Regions from separate parts of the Rattus norvegicus genome. Here region 1 is linked to region 2. A link is a contact called in public Hi-C data. All regions are on one chromosome and are shown on one strand. The core of a region is the stretch at or near the end of the contact, and the rest is flanking DNA. Distances in the headings are between cores, read along the strand shown.

What was found. A called contact is a pair of places that touch in the nucleus more often than the background predicts.
Region 1: a contact with region 2 is called in a Hi-C map of liver, with 2.9 times the contacts expected there. The contact joins the promoter of Rbms1 here to the enhancer-like site in region 2. A contact is called at or near these places in 4 of 12 Hi-C or Micro-C datasets (kidney, liver and mammary epithelial cells).

The regions. Positions count from the first base shown.
Region 1 is chr3:65,827,220-65,830,278 of GRCr8, reverse strand. Rbms1 (RNA binding motif, single stranded interacting protein 1) reads left to right here and starts at 1,266. Exons shown (of 14, transcript NM_001012184.1): 1 at 1,266-1,779. The coding sequence starts at 1,705.
Region 2 is chr3:65,769,307-65,772,476 of GRCr8, reverse strand. The region is part of intron 1 of Rbms1 (RNA binding motif, single stranded interacting protein 1); the gene reads left to right. Among named protein-coding and RNA genes, the nearest start is that of Rbms1, 58 kb to the left of the region's middle. Within about 2 kb of position 1,831, at least 6 of the 93 cell types and tissues checked have an H3K27ac peak or open chromatin away from gene starts, as enhancers often do. A contact at or near this core is called in liver, where this site is marked.

The sequences.
Region 1 (3,059 bases), core at 17-2,516, 58 kb before region 2:
TTATCATTTTTAAAGCCTGTCTTAAAATATAATCATATAAAGATCTGATTACTGAAGAAAATCATGCATTCCTGTTTGACTGGATTTACCTTGCACTGAGAAGTGACCAAAAACCAAAACCAAACAAACAAAAAACAAGAAAACAAAACAAAGCAACCGAGTTCGATTCAATAAATGTTTTTCTCCTAGTCTTTTATCAGCCGGGCAAGGACATCAACTTAGGGACATTCTCTTCCCCATCCTATTGTACATCTCATATTGTCTCTTTTTTAGCTAGAATATAAAAGTCTTCTGCAGGCAACTTCAGGGACCAATTAACTCCATTAAATTATATCCAGTTATGTAGTGAACTGAACCGCTGCTCGTCTGGGGCTGTCTAGAGCTGAGACAATTAGGAGACGGAGAGAAGCAGAAAGGGAGATTGATTTTATGTGTCACTGAAACACACTGCAACAATATGCCAGCGTGACTTTCAAAATGGCCTTAAAATATTCCAAACTCAGGGAGTTTCCTTGCTCCTGAGTGGGAGTTGACAGACTGTCTGGCAGCATTAGAAAAGGCAGGGAGAAACTGATGTCTATATTGTGTCCTCTAATAACATTCTTCCTCTTTTTGGCATCTTTCCCTTAGAAGGACCCGCTAGTTTGGTGTGTGTGTGTGTGTGTGTGTGTTTGTGTGTGTGTGTGTGTTTGTGTGTGTGTGTGTGTTTGTGTGTGTGTGTGTACACGCAAAGAGCATGGTTTCACATCTGGGAAAACCAAACCGAAGGACACTAACCTTCCCAAGGTCACTTAGAAAATTAGTGCTGTGACCTGGTGTGTGGGTGGAACAGAACCCAGGTGTCCTGGCTCCAGCTTTGTGATTGGACATTAAAGCATTTTCCTTTGTGGGGAGAAAAAAAAAATCACCGGTCCGGGAATTTGGGGGAAGTGAGAGATTAATCAGATTTCCTCTTTCCCTCTTTCCCTCCCTCCCTCCCCCACTTACGAAGATTAAAAACTCAGGAAAGCTAGAGGTGCCTTCTCGGCAGTTATTAAGCAGGGTCTACCAAACCTATTCCCACCCTGGACACAAAGCGATCGCCGCTCCCAGAGATTCTGTGCGTCCTCTTGAGAGCCTAGGAGGTGAGGAGTGGTGGAAAGTCAGCCCTCACCTCCAGCGGGTCCCGGGCTCGGCGGCGCCCAAGCCCCGCCCCCGGCCGCCCTTCCCCCGCGGCCTCGGCAGCCAGCCCCTCTCCCCTCTCGCTGTCGGGCGCACCCACCCCAGATGCCGCCTGGCACCAAGCGCAGCCGCCGCCGCCGCCGTACTTTCCACTTGTATTGATCACTCGTAGCTGGGCTCAGCCTGCTCCCGGAGCGCAGCGCGGCCAGAGCGCCAGCCCTTGGCAGCTCGGGCACAGTCGGGCTCCCAGAGGAAACTCCTTGGGAGCGCCCTGTCCGGGGTGTCCTCTGCGCTCTGCAGTGTCTTTCTGTCTGCCTGGAAGGAGGAGGAGGAGAAGGAGGAGGAGGAAGAGCAGAAGGAGGAGGAGGAGGTGGAGGAGGAGGACGTCGTCTGGTCCCGGTTGGGAGGTGGAGCAGTGGCAGCAGCAGCCGCCGAGGCAGCCGCCGCCGCCGCCTCCGGAAAGGGAGAGGCAGGAGAAAGAGATCGGGACTTGGAAAACCTAAAGTGTCTTCGACCCTGCACGGCAGGCTTCCTTCCAGCTTCATGGGCAAAGTGTGGAAACAACAGATGTACCCTCAGTACGCCACCTATTACTACCCCCAGTATCTGCAAGCCAAGGTAAGGAGGCGCGGGGAAGGGTCGCCAAAGGAGGGGACCGCGGAGGCGCGCGCCGGGCCGGGCTGGGGAGGGGCGCACGGCGACCCTCCCGCCTCTGGGCACAAGTGCTGGGGTTGCTAACTATAGCGCTGGCCTGGGCAGAGCCAGGCTGTGCGCGGGGCGGCGGCTTCCCGGGGAGCCGATCGCGGCGATCGGGTTACAGAGAGTAGCGGGGGGGAGCGACTAGACAGGAAAGGACCGCTGGCCCCTTCCTGGCCGGCGAGGAGGAAAGGGTCTCGCGGCCTCACGGCTCCCCCTCGTCCAGCCCGGGCTGGCGGCCGGCCGATGCTTGGGGCCCGCGGCAGGACCTGCTGGCGGCACGGCTTTCAGACCTCTCCAGGGCCTCGCCCTGCGGGCAGTAACTGTGGGGTCCCCTTGAGTGGCGCGCAGCCCCCCGCCCCGCCCCGCCCCGCCCCGCCCCACAGGACTACCCTCCAGCTCCCGCGCGCGCGACGAAGGTGGCTGGAGGGGGCCGGGACGGTCTCCTCCCCGCCTTGGGCCCTGTGCGCCCGCCCCTCGCCTCTGATCTTTGTGCGGTGTGGCACTTCACCTGGTTACTGATTTCCACTTTTACGCTGGTGTTTTGGGTAGAGAAGTGGCCAAAGTTCACTCTGCATTCATTGATATCCCCTTTAATCTTCTCTGTAGCTTTTACATGGGAGGGACAATGGACAGATTTCGATGCATAAAAAGAAGTGACTTTGTATTTACTTTTCCTTTTTGGTTGTTGTTTTTAAACCGCCTTGAGTGTGTACCAGAGAGTGATTTCCAATTCTGCTCAAAAGTGGCACAGTCTTGGGTAAGGACCGCTGATGACATGTAGGCAGGCAAATTGTGCCTGGCTTTCCAGGGACCCTGGGCACTTTGTTAATGGGCCTATGCTAATTTTACAACAGTTTGATGTCTCATAAACTAATTTTAAAAAATTATTAGGGTTCATGAAAAGTGCACCTTACCGCCCTGGAATCATACGCCACAATTAGGAAAGGCAGAATGGGATGGTGGGTACAGCAGCCTTCTTCAGCTGTTAACACACCTAGTATGTCCTTCTAGATCACAAAAGAATCAGGTATGGATGCAGTGTTTGAACTTTCTTTAGGGGATTGTTTGCTGGCAGATGGACATTGCTGACCTGGTACTAAGAATCTATGCTTCAACCTTGAAAGCTTCTCTTTCTCTCAATGTGTGTGGTCCATGATGCCCTACAACATAGCTCAGTGTTTGTCCACGTAAAAAGGACT
Region 2 (3,170 bases), core at 582-3,081:
ACTGCATCTGTTTGTGTTGCCCGAGCCATGGATCATCCTTTTATAGCTGCAGCCATCACAATCTGAACATTTCCCGTGTTACACATCCGAGTGATGCAAACATGGCCTGAGACAAATCCTTGCAAAGCCGACCGAAGCCTCATCTGCACTCGCTGCCTGTGTCTATATAGCTATAGACATTTTCAGGATTCGTTTGTCAGCTACAAAATTGGTCGCATTTCAACCTCTGTTGCCCCTGCACTGTAACTGATGGCAAGATGAAGATTGTCTGTGGTGAACACTGGATTGGAGTGTTGGCGTTTCTGACAGAACTGGCAATTTTCGAATTGAGTGAGGCGTCAGGCTGCCCTTGCTTTATGGATTTTATTTCGGTTTCTTATGGATTACATACCAGGCTTGCTAATTGTGTTAAACGGGGAGAGGCCACAGGACAGTGAGAACAGCCTGTAAGGAACCTTCACAGGGGTCCAAATGGGGCTGCAAGCTATGTAAGAAATAAGGACAGTAGCAGGCGGGTCACTAACAGTATACAGTGGGGCTCTGGAGAGGTAGCCTTTAGAGCGCCCACTGCCATTTGCCAGTCTGTTTTTTTTTTTTTTTAATGTAGGTATATGCTTGCTTTTGTTCACTCCTTAGGGGTCCCATCTAAACAGACCGAGAGTTTGAATGCAAGTTTCAGCTTAGAGAGTACTTCTTTTTTTTAAAAAAAAAAATTCCCATTTTAGGTTCCTCTAGCTAATCCATTTCCCGGTTTAGAAATAATATTCATGCTTATAATTTTATCTATTTAAATATTTTTCCAGCATAATTTCATGGTAGGGAAACAAAGCCATCTCCTCCACAGCAAACAAGATGTAGCACCGATCTACCCAGGCTTAGAATAGTTGAAAATCCTCCCACTGCTGCATTAATATTCATGACATAAAAAAGAAAAAGAAAAAGAAGAAAAAGAAAGGCAGCCTGTAGGTTGGGCAAAGGTGAGTTCTGGAATGGGCTTCCAGGATGGAAGCCTCGCTTAGGAGCTCAGGATTGCTTTGTTGAACACATCCTTTCTAGTGGTAGAAAGCATGCACTTCCAGGAACATATGCATTTCTGGGAACACATGCACTTCCGGGAGCCCATTACTCCATTAGCTCCTATTGTATTTATTTTAGTTGCCGGTGAGAATAAGGATGAGATCAATGCAGCAAGAAACCTGGAGGGTGAGCTTTGCAGGTCGTGACACTCAGAGATGTGTTCAGCCCCACGTAAACGTGAATGAAACTGGACCACTCAATCTTCCTAGTTGTTCCTTTCATTCAGAATAAAACTTTGAGGGCAAGTTGGGCAGTGGGGTTTAGAATGACACAGGGTAACAAATGGACTCAAAGCTTTGTGGCTTGAAACAATTGTCATTTATTATTTCTCACCAGGGGGAAGTTAGACCTTGTCTGGCTGTTCTGCCTGCATGGGCTGGGATGTGCCGGTGGGCCATATCCAGCCAGCTTACCGGGCCACATTCAGCAGGCAGCTCAAAGCTACGCGTGCTAGTGATGCGCTCCTTTACTTCTAGCTACATGGGATTCGGAAGCAGGAGAATTGCTTGCTTCTGGGAGTTCACTGCCAGCCTGGTCAACATGGCCATTGCCTGTCACAAATAAGCAAGCAAACTAGCACACACGGCCGAGTGCTTGCACGGGCTAGGAAGCCTATGTCACCGTTAATAGCTGGCTTATCTTGCTTTGCTGTTAGCTTTTCTCTCTCTTCACGCAGGTAGTCTGGTGTGTGTCACTTCTGCTGGCTTCGTTTCTTACCTGGTGGCTGGCTTCCAAGAGGAAGGGTTAAAGCTGCCAGGCACATGTGACTTTGTTGGTCAAAGGAGGCCACCATGCCAGCTGATACGGGCGCAGTGGTATGCCCGTATCATACCGCTGGGAGGAAGGAATCCACAGTGGCTGCTTGCAGATTACCTACTCAAGTTATTTCCATGTGTGGCCTAACCATTTTAGAGAAACTGCTAATTTTAACTTGCTGCTGCGAAGATTATGCAACCCACCTCAGTGGGTGCACTGCACAGGGGTCTTTATAAATCCAATAATATTGATCAAAACTCCTCCCCCAACCTGCTTGTGGTTATTTACACTTATTAAATAGTAGCTTGCTTCTGTGAGGGAATGTTGATTTATGTTTTGTAACTAAGCCTTTTGGATAATTTGATGAATGCATTCTTAATTGGGAGCAAATTTAGACAAAATTAATTTAGTCTAGACCAGGACCTACTTCTGGTGTTGCAGCATCATATCCTGGTCAGCCTCTTCTTGTTGTCCCTCCTATTTCCTGGAGGAATGATACAAGTTCGTTTTCTCATATTCGGGAATGGTCTTAAAAAAAACAAGTGTAAGTTTTTCGGCAGGAAACACAAAGTAAGGCTGGCGTCGAGAGCCCCAGGGAAACCAGGGTTACATGGTGAGACACCTCCCATCTTGAAAAATCCAAATTAATTAATTAGTTAATTAATCAAGCTGGACTTTCAACATGAAAAATCTCAACTACAAAGACTACTCTAAGGTTTGTTGAGTACAAATACTTAACATTACTAAATATAAAATGTGTTTTATTACTTATATATATTTAGTTCACTGAAGAAAGGAAGAGAGAGTAAGTTAGAGTATTAACATTCTGAGCACCTTTAGCAAGCTGTTTAACTTCAGGCCTTTCTTTTAATAAATGGAGAATAATTTATTCTCTGCCTACCTCAGTTTAATGAATAAAAAACTATTTAGGACCACACATAATATATAACTGGGTAACCAAAGTATTATGTGCAAAAAGTGAGAAATAAATTATTTAGATAGGGGATAAATAAATAAATGGATAGGCAGATGGACAGACACACTTAAAGGTGAATAGACAGATGATCTCCTTTCCAAAGGGCTTGATCTCATTACAGAATTTCCAATACTAGCCAAATGTGGTGATACATGCCTTTAATGGAGGCACTCAGGAAACAGAGGCAGGCAGATCTCTGAGTTCAAGGCCAACCTAGTCTTCATACCAAGTTATTAACTAAGCCACAGTGATGGTTTAAAATATGTCTAGCCATTTCTAGAGATGATTGGCCATAGCTAACTTTTTTTTCCCCCAACTCTGCTTTGTTCTACAAATTCTATAGAAAATTCTGGGTCAGGCT